2 separate regions of the Rattus norvegicus genome follow, and region 1 is linked to region 2. Evidence: chromatin contacts called from public Hi-C data. All regions are on one chromosome and are shown on one strand. Each heading gives the region's core, a stretch centred on a gene start, on an enhancer-like site or on the middle of the called end of the contact. The rest is flanking DNA. Distances are from core to core; before and after follow the strand shown. Region 1 overlaps Ctif (cap binding complex dependent translation initiation factor). Region 2 overlaps Dym (dymeclin).

Region 1 (4,945 bases), core at 541-3,040, 430 kb before region 2:
GTAGGCTAGAGTTCAAGGTGGAAGCCACCCAGAGATAGGCAGGCATTGATAAGCTGCCTTTTCAAAGTGCTTCCTTCACAGGCCCAGCTCCGATCATAGTGAACGCACAAGGACAGGCTTGACAGACAAGGAGCCATTCTTGGGTGTCTTGGAGTTACTTAGGACAGGGGTTCTCTTGGATTCCTGTGGCTCCCTCAGACTAAGTGCTGCGAGAATGTTTGCCGCCAGCTCACGAGAGAGGGGCTGGGAGCTTCTCCCAGGCACCTGTTCCTCTTTGTTTTCAGGCACATCCCTTTGTCACTCCTTCCCAAAGCTCCCTCTCTCTCTTCTTCAAAGCTCTCCTGAGTAAATCCGGCCCCAGAGCCTCCCTGGGCCTCCTAGGGATCTGATGCTAGGCCGGTTTTGAGCGTGTCTAATGTTTCCTGACTCCTCGTGTGTCTGTGCTTCCCAGAGGAGGGGGAAGCCTTGAACCCAGCCTTGGTTATCGGGGGTGGGGGGGTGAAGGGTGTCAGGAAGAAGAGAACTCAGCATCATGGGGAAATAAGCAGGTACAGAATGGAAGGAGGCTGCAGAGAGTACGGTTGGGGCCTTCTGGAGATGCGTCAGGATTAGAGCGGAGGCTCGAGGCCACATAGCCGGATGTTCTTGAGTGGGATAAAAGAAGACTTTGGGAAGCCATGGATTGAGCTCGATTGAGACCTCCTAGAAGAGGTCACTGGGAATTTCTACAGTTGTACATAGCTCCCAGCAGCCACCAGGAAAGAAGATTGGCTACTCAGTTCGGGCCAGGCTGGGGACTGTGAATGACATATCTTGCTGCCACTGGAAAGGTTATCTGTTCCATGTCCTGCTTTGAGCCAAACCATACCCATAATCCTTTCCAGAAGGCTCCATCAGTCATGAGGGGATATATAGTCAACATGGACTGGAGAGCCTTTGTGGGAAGTCGAGCCCCAGGCCTAAGGGAGGCCAGGATAAACACTACCTCCTCCAGGGCTAATTTAGGACAAGAACACCTGCTCTTCCCTACCCCGCTGGAGGGTGAGCAGGTGGGTCTTGGCTTCCCAAGATGGCCAGCAGAGGTGCCGAGCAGTCAGTGCTGGGAGCAGACCATGAGTTGGCCCACTAGGCCTTACTTGTGGGTGCACAGAGATAGTGTGTCTTCTGACACTAATCTCTGCTGGGAGAGCACCTATGGGCGGGTCGGTCTCACCCTTCCCTGTGGCCTCACCACTCACCTTGTGGCAGTTTGCAAGAGCAAGACACACACACACACACACACACACACACACACACACACACACACACACACACACACTTCAGTGAGGGTGGGACTGGTGGCTTGGGCCAGTTTTGTAAGCTAGATTGCATGCTGGTCTACCACCTGCTCGCGCTCTCTCTCTCTCTCTCTCTCTCTCTCTCTCTCTCTCTCTCTCTCTCTCTCTCTCTCTCTCTCTCTCTCCTGAGATCTGCCAGCGGAAGGAGCCCTGAAGCCCAGGGAAGGGGAAGGTGTTGTGAGAGTGTAAAGTAGCCATTATTCCTTTATGAGCCAGGGGCGCGCTTCTGGTCTCCTTCCTGGCAGCAGTAGGATTGAAGGCGGGAGAAGCCGGTTATTTTCATTTACCCAGGCTTCTGTCTCCAGGAGTGGCGGTGGGGGCGGACAGGGCTACGTGCTCTCCAGCAGGCATTTGTGAATGGGCCCCAGCTCCCAGGCCAGCACCAGCAGGCGGCCCCCCCGGGACGCGCACTCTCACTGGCTTGATGTCGCTTTTTTCTGGTATTGCAGTCGCTGGGTGGAGGAAGCCTTCTTCTGGCCCAAGAACAATACCAGGGTCAGCGCAGGGACCTCCCTCCTACACCCTCTTCCTTCCATTGTGAGTCGCTGCACAATCCCAGGCCTCCAAGTCCTGCCCAGCCAGTTGGGGGCTGGTGGTGTCAAGCCTAAGAGAGACCAGCGATGTGTGTGATGGTGTAGTCACCTGAGCTGGGGGGCTTGGGGAAGCATAGGGCCAGATCAAGCATATTCAAATGGCTAGTGTGCTCCTGTGCTTTGCAAGGGGCTGCCAGCAGGATGAGGCCTGCGGATAAGGCCTCTTCACCCAGAGAGTCAGAGTACACATGCATAGAGAGAGAGAGAGAGCAAACAGGGGTTGCCCCTTCCGCGTCACTGGGGTGTACACATTAATCTGCCCCATGTGTTTGAGCTCTTAGCTGAACACACACTTTCCTCAACTCTGCATCAGGTTCTCAATCAAAGTGGGGTTCCCCTTCATTGGCATCAGAATTCCCCTGGAAACTTACCAGAAGCACAGATTCCTAACTTCTGGATTTCTCTTCCCTTCAAGTGAACTAGAAGATCTTTGTTTTAACAGACTTTCCAGGGGGGCTGTCGTGAATGCTGTTGTGTGAATCGTCACTTGCGGTGCTGGCATTAGAACCCAGGACTCCTTGCACGCTAGGCCTACACCCTACTACTGCATTCCCAAGCCTCATACTTGTAGCATCAGAACCAGATAGCAAATAACAAAACCAAATAACAAAAACAGCAAATGTGGATTTATTTGGTGGAGGCGGGGGTGGGGATGAGGATGGGGTGGGATGTGTGTGAAGCATGGAGACGAGATTTGGGTGTGTGTAGCCCAGGTTGGCCTCAAAGCGTTCACATTGCTACCTCAACTTGCTAGATTGCAAGTGTGTGTCCCGTAGCAACGGCTCTTAATAACTTGCTGATAATTTGCTGAGTGGTTGATATAACCTAACCCTGCCTCCCTGCCTCCCCTCCATCAGTGGCTAAGATTTTGATGGCTTTGGTTGTTTTTGTTTGTTTTGTGGTTGTGGTTTCTTCTTCTTCTTCTTCTTCTTCTTCTTCTTCTTCTTCTTCTTCTTCTTCTTCTTCTTCTTCTTCTTCTTCTTCTTCCTCTTTTTCTTCTTCTTCTTTTTCTTCTTCTTCTTTTCTTCTTCTTCTTCTTCCTCTTCTTCATCCTCCTCTTCCTTCTCCTCCCCCTCCTCCTCTTCCTCCTCCTCCTCTTCCCTCTCTTCTTCCTCTTCCTACTCCTCCTCCTCCTCTCCCTCCTTCTCCTCTCCTTCCTCCTCCTCTCCCTCCTCCTCCCCTTCCTCCTTCTCCTCTCCCTCTTCACCACCACCACCACCACCACCATCATCACCATCATCATCAATTTTCTCAAATGAAGAATCCTGCTATATTTGGTGATCTGGAATGGAGATTTGTGAGTTCTGGGTTAGGGGATACAGGGGGGACACAGCCCCCCAGTGTTCTGTCATTATTGGCTGTGTTCCAAATGACTCCTAAACCTGGAGTCCGCTGGAGACCAGGGGTTCTGGGTGGGGCTCCTTACTGTCATCAGAGCAGTCGAAGCTGAGTTCAGCCATGGGAACATCAACTGGGTAGACAGTCGGTGGCAGTTGGTCTGTACATGGACGGAAACCGTGTAGCTATTCTGGGGAGTCCCTTCCTTCTGCTCCTGCTTCACATATGCAGATGAGCCATTCTCCATGTATACTGCACGCCCATCCACTGTGGAAGAAGCCATCCCCAAGCTCATCGCTTGTCAGCAGAAAGCCCTTCCTTCACACACTGAGCCGGCAAACAAAAGCCAGTCCAGGAATAAACCTGCAAACAAACTTCTGTCTCCAAAGGAAGCCATCATGAGTCAACACTAAAGAGGCAGGCCCTGAGCTCACTACAGAAGTCAAGTAGCTGGAACTGAAACAGCCCGGCCTTGCCCTCTGAGACTCTGTGGTCTCACTTGGTGAGCAGAGGGTCCTACTACAGATATTCACTTCCTGTCTCCCCCATCCCCACCCTGCCTCATCCTCTATAGGTTCCACCATACTTCTGGGTCCAGTGTGTCAATCATGCATGCATGTGCAATCATGCACATGTGGGCTCTCGCTCTCTCTGTATCTTTCTCTCTCCCTCTGTCTCTCTCTCTCTCACACACACACACTGTTCTCAGCTGAGGACTTCTGAAGGAAGGACTTGTCAGATGATAAAAGCATTTTATATAGTTGTGTGTTCTTCAAAGACAAGGATTTTCCCTTTTGGCTCCAATCTGAAAAGCTTGAAAGAAAGTTCTGTGTAGAGCGAGTGGCCCGGTTCCCACAAACCTGCACGTATATTTCTATCCCCGATGGAGGGTCCAGTGTGCCACTCTGCTGTGATTCCCAGAGGTCCACCAGCTTGGTGGGATCTGGTAAAAAGAAAGTAGCAGGCTCCTCATCCACAGAGACAAGAGCAGCCCGCAGCAGGCCGCCTGCTCTGAGGAGACTGCCAGATGCTCACCGGGTCCCTATTGCTCCAGGAAGCCGAGAGCTGTTGTCATAGGTCTATATGGAGCAGTCAGGAGAGCACAGTGCCCGCCTCATGTGGCACTGACTTATCTGGTGGCCTGGCAGCTACTATGCCTCACTGCTAAAGTGTGTCAGATTAAGAGACATTCAGTGGCTCTGACTATCAGTTCTTCCCACCTCAGGGTAGTGGGTAACCTTGCTTCAGGTAAGATTCTAAAGTATGAAAGGAAGAGGTTGCTGGCCACACTTCGGTCTCTAAGGCAGTGGTTCCCAACCTGTGGGTCTCAACCCTTTTGGGGGTCCAAACCCTTTCACAGAGGTCACCTAAGGCCACCTGAAAACACAGATGTTTATTTCACCATTCCTAACAGTAGCAAGATTACAGTTACAGAGTAGCAATGAGAATAGTTTTATGATTGGGGTCACCACAACGTGAGGAACTGTATTAAAAGGTTGCAGCACCAGGAAGGTTGAGAACCACTGCTCTATGGGGTATGAGGCCAAAGAGTTACATCCATCTACTCACATTTCCAACATGCTCCCTGCTTTTGTTAAAGGAGGCGAATGTGTTGGGGTTTTTTTTATCACTATAACAAAAATACCTCATAAATCAACTTTAAAAGGAAAGGTTTAT
Region 2 (5,041 bases), core at 2,446-4,945:
TATATCCAAAATATACAAAGAACTCAAGAAGTTAGACAGCACGGAGACAAATAACCCTATTAAAAAATGGGGTTCAGAGCTAAACAAAGAATTCACAGCTGAGGAATGCCGAATGGCTGAGAAACACCTAAAGAAATGTTCAACATCTTTAGTCATAAGGGAAATGCAAATCAAAACAACCCTGAGATTTCACCTCACGCCAGTGAGAATGGCTAAGATCAAAAACTCAGGTGACAGCAGATGCTGGCGAGGATGCGGAGAAAGAGGAACACTCCTCCATTGTTGGTGGGATTGCAGACTGGTACAACCATTCTGGAAATCAGTCTGGAGGTTCCTCAGAAAATTGGACATTGAACTGCCTGAGGATCCAGCTATACCTCTCTTGGGCATATACCCAAAAGATGCCCCAACATATAAAAAAGACACGTGCTCCACTATGTTCATCGCAGCCTTATTTATAATAGCCAGAAGCTGGGAAGAACCCAGATGCCCTTCAACAGAGGAATGGATACAGAAAATGTGGTACATCTACACAATGGAATATTACTCAGCTATCAAAAACAATGACTTTATGAAATTCGTAGGCAAATGGTTGGAACTGGAAAATATCATCCTGAGTGAGGTAACCCAATCACAGAAAAACACACATGGTATGCACTCATTGATAAGTGGCTATTAGCCCAAATGCTTGAATTACCCTAGATGCCTAGAACAAATGAAACTCAAGACAGATGATCAAAATGTGAATGCTTCACTCCTTCTTTAAAAGGGGAACAAGAATACCCTTGGCAGGGAAGGGAGAGGCAAAGATTAAAACAGACACAGAAGGAACGCCCATTCAGAGCCTGCCCCACATGTGGCCCATGCATATACAGCCATCCAATTAGACAAGATGGATGAAGCAAAGAAGTGCAGACTGACAGGAGCCGGATGTAGATCTCTCCTGAGAGACACAGCCAGAATACAGCAAACACAGAGGCAAATGCCAGCAGTAAACCACTGAACTGAGAATAGGACCCCCGTTGAAGGAATCAGAGAAAGGACTGGAAGAGCTTGAAGGGGCTCGAGACCCCATATGTACAACAATGTCAAGCAACCAGAGCTTCCAGGGACTAAGCCACTACCTAAAGACTATACATGGACTGACCCTGGACTCTGACCTCATAGGTAGCAATGAATATCCTAGTAAGAGCACCAGTGGAAGGGGAAGCCATGTGTCCTGCTAAGACTGAACCCCCCAGTGAACTAGACTGTTGGGGGGAAGGCGGAAATGGGGGGAGGGTGGGGAGGGGAACACCCATAAGGAAGGGGAGGGACTAGGGGGATGTTTGCCCCGAAACCGGGAAAGGGAATAACACTCGAAATGTATATAAGAAATACTCAAGTTAATAAAAAAAAAAAAAAAAAGAGCTTGTTAAGTGCGATTGTTTCTGCACTAACAGGAGGGACAGCAAGCACAGTGCGTGCACAGCACAGTGCATGGACAACAGACGTGCCGTGCCCACCTCGGCCATGACCGGATCTGACCCGCTGGGATGGAATATGCCGTTCCATAGTCTAACCCACAGGAAGACCCAGTAACTCATCTCTTTCAAACTCTTGTCAAAGGTGACATGATACTAATACCCAGTAGGTGACGTCCCCACCCAACAGCATGCCCTGAAGTACAGCTGCAGAACTCAATCCACTGCGGTCTACACACATCTGGCAGGGACCTCACAGGGCAGTTACAGCGCTCAGTATGACTTCCATCCTGTAACACACAACCGAAGTTAGACACAGCAAGGCACACGTCACACAGCACGGCCAGGGCAAGTCCATGACTGAACAATATTTGTTTTGAAATGCTGAAATTCTCTCTCTGGAATTGAATTTCCCTAAGTTACAGGCAACGAAAACTCAGACAGACAAGACAGAAGCAAAGCAGAATGACTAATAATTTTTAAAATAATGTTACATAATTACTATAATTATTACTGGTAAAGCTTGTTGAGAAAAATAGGTAATATTCAAGATCTGTCAATACATGATCCGGAACTACATTACCAAAACCGAGAGTGACTTTAAGAGACACTCACTGACAGGACAGTTGTCCCTCAGAAGGCATCCCTGTACACTTCTTTCCTGTGTTTCTAACTTTAGAGTAACTTGGTGAGAAAAATATTTAAGTAGATATAACGTGAAAAGACTTCTAAAGGTGGGGTTGGGTAAAGATTTAGCTCAGTGGTAGAGCGCTTGCCTAGGAAGCGCAAGGCCCTGGGTTCGGTCCCCAGCTCCGTAAAAAAGAACCAAAAAAAAAAAAAAAAAAAAGAAAAAGACTTCTAAAGGCAAATTTTCCCAATTTTGATTAAATTCACCAACGTGCTATTTAGCAGGCATAACTAAACTCAACATTTAATTCAAGGATGATCTTTATTCCCAATTTTAACTTACATTTATACCTACTTCATGGGTACTTTAAAGATAACTACCTCATATAAATTTAACTGTATTGAAAGACTTTAAATGGGCTACAATTAGCATACATTTCTTATCATTACAGTATTTCCCCTTCTCTATCAGAAAAATATATTCTGCAAAGAACAGAAAGAGACTATTTGATGTGGCAGGATTTAGGTTGTCTTTTTTTCTGTTATATTTCTTAGTGTCTGGAGAAAACCATATAGGCAGCAGGTCCTATACCAATCCGGTTTTAAAAAAAAGACTCCTACAGTACATGTCACTAATTTATGTCAGTGTTTGGATTCGAAATACTATCTATGAGAAAATCCACCCGAAAAGAGGAATTACCTGGAAGTAAGCAGGGACGGGCAGAGTGGCAGCTGAGGGTAACTCTGGCCTGTCAGAAGGTGAAGACGTTTCCTCAGGGAACCGCTAGAAAGTGCTCACCCTGTGGAAGCTCCCAGGGCAGTCACAGGAAGAACGGCAGGGAGAGTGCAGGGAACGCCACCACAGAGCCTGGCACCTAAGCCATGCACAGAACTTACAGGAAAGCCATGTTCTAGATGTTCTGGATCCTAACCAGAACGCTGCGATCTCCTTGCCTGGTACTTGGTTAGTCTTTGTGAGAGTCACAGGAAAAGGAAGTCTTAATTGGAACTAGCGGTTTGAACTTGTAAATTTTTTTTAAAATTTAAAACTTGGTAATTAGTGTGTGTGGTTTGCTCACATAATGCATGTAAACAGTACATATCTGCCACTGTGTCTGTGTGAAGGTCAGAGGACAGCCTTGTGGGACTGGTTTTGGTTCTCTCTTCCTGCCTTTATGTGGGCTCCGGGGAATAGGTCCCCGGCCTGCTAGGTCAGTGTTTTCAGTCACTCAGGCACTGCTGGCCCTCGTAAAACCTCACTTTTCCAATCTCTGCTAGCTGCATTAGTATTTCTAAAAAAATCTCCAATCCGTAAAAACTTTATACATTTATGTCTACTTCCTTTGACCCTGCATGTGATCAGGTACTAATTTACTTTGCTCTGCACATACATGTTTGCTTCTGTGCACAGATGTTCAAGGGCGCATAGGCCCAGTCTTCCTTTCCTCTGCCTCAAGTACCCTGCAATGTCTCTCCTGCCGATGGCCACAGTGTTAGTCACTCCTGGTGCTTGTTTCCCTTCTGACTGTATTCATGTATATAATATCCTGTGGGTTAAAGTTTAGAAATACTCTTCCTAGAGAACACAAACCAAGTATATTCACAGGAAGTCCACAGGAAACCCTGACTATGACTCACTGTGAGGCACAGGAGCAACCCCTTTCCCGTAGCCTACAAACCAAACACAAACCAAGTAAGATCTCCACGTCTAACTTCTCTGGCCTTAACTAAAGTCCTGCTAGTTCAGTTCCATTCAATTCCCAACAAAGCTCACAACTGTGCTGTCTTCAGCCAAGTTTTCTAAATAATAAAACCCAGAGGGGAAGACAGGAAGGGAATGTGTGGGGATGGGAGACTGGAAGGCAAAGGGAGAATAGAGTCAGAACAACCTCAGAATTTGCCCTTCCCTTCAACAACCTCGCTAGTGTGAGGCCCTGCACTCATTACCCCCAAGGCCTGTAAGAGTCAGCCTCTGGTCAAAATGCCTTCAAACACCGCTGGGGCAGTGCTGTAGTGATGCGTACTCCACAGTTCTCACTGAAAATGCCCTTCAGCACCGTGTACCCAACCAGTAGAGCTGGCAACAAAGCACTGAATGCTTCTAAACATCTTCAATAAAATGCTCTTAGCGATATCGTGACCCATGCAAGAAAACGAGGATCAGCTGGGCGGTGGGGGCACGTGCCCTCAATCCCAGAGGCAGAGGCAGTGACAACCCAGTCTACAGGATGAGTTCCAGGACAGCCAGGGCTACACAAAGAAACCTTGTCTCAAAAAAACAAACAAACAAAAACAAAACAGAACAAACAACTCAACCAACCAAAACAGCCAGACTGAAATACAGCTCATTACCATAATTCCCAATAATTATGTAGGTGTCTATCAATAGACGTAAAAAATGTCATTATCTCAGGACAAACTCAAAGCTGAGTTTATGCTGTAGACAAGAAGACAACTGCCTGTTTAAAGAAGCGAACTTAGCCTTGAGCCTCCTGGTCCCTCTGTGTTCAAGTCTTGGAGATAAATCCATGCTCTGTGCTCCCTCTGCTGGCTCTGTAGCTATGGCTGATCCCAGTCATGGGAGATTTGCTATGCAATCCCATTAGAACACACTGGAAGGAACTAGTTTGCTCTGTTTGGGATCTTTTTTTTTTTTTTTTCTGTTTGGGGTCTTAAACATGTAAGCCAGCTCTCCTTCGTGTCTGAGGAACAGACATGTGACATAATGAAATTAAACTAACAGTATTCTCAGAGGCGAACACCCGGCCTCTGACTCCCCACACAGTGCAAGAGCTGTGTCACCTGCTGTCTAAAACGTGAGGCACGCTATCTGCCAGACAGACTGTTTCCTGTCCTAGCTATGACTGATAAGAGAATGAGACCAACAGTGCATGGTGCCCAGTTTAAGGAGGCAACTGGAGATTTTCCAACACAGCAAACACTTAATACTT

Evidence for each region. A called contact is a pair of places that touch in the nucleus more often than the background predicts.
Region 1: a contact with region 2 is called in a Hi-C map of kidney, with 5 times the contacts expected there. The contact joins two enhancer-like sites. A contact is called at or near these places in 7 of 12 Hi-C or Micro-C datasets (the A7r5 cell line, Schwann cells, frontal cortex and 4 more).

What each region holds. Positions count from the first base shown.
Region 1 is chr18:71,495,081-71,500,025 of GRCr8, reverse strand. The region is part of intron 7 of Ctif (cap binding complex dependent translation initiation factor); the gene reads left to right. Among named protein-coding and RNA genes, the nearest start is that of Ctif, 100 kb to the left of the region's middle. Within about 2 kb of position 1,790, at least 15 of the 93 cell types and tissues checked have an H3K27ac peak or open chromatin away from gene starts, as enhancers often do.
Region 2 is chr18:71,065,470-71,070,510 of GRCr8, reverse strand. The region is part of intron 13 of Dym (dymeclin); the gene reads right to left. Among named protein-coding and RNA genes, the nearest start is that of Dym, 190 kb to the right of the region's middle. Within about 2 kb of position 3,695, at least 15 of the 93 cell types and tissues checked have an H3K27ac peak or open chromatin away from gene starts, as enhancers often do.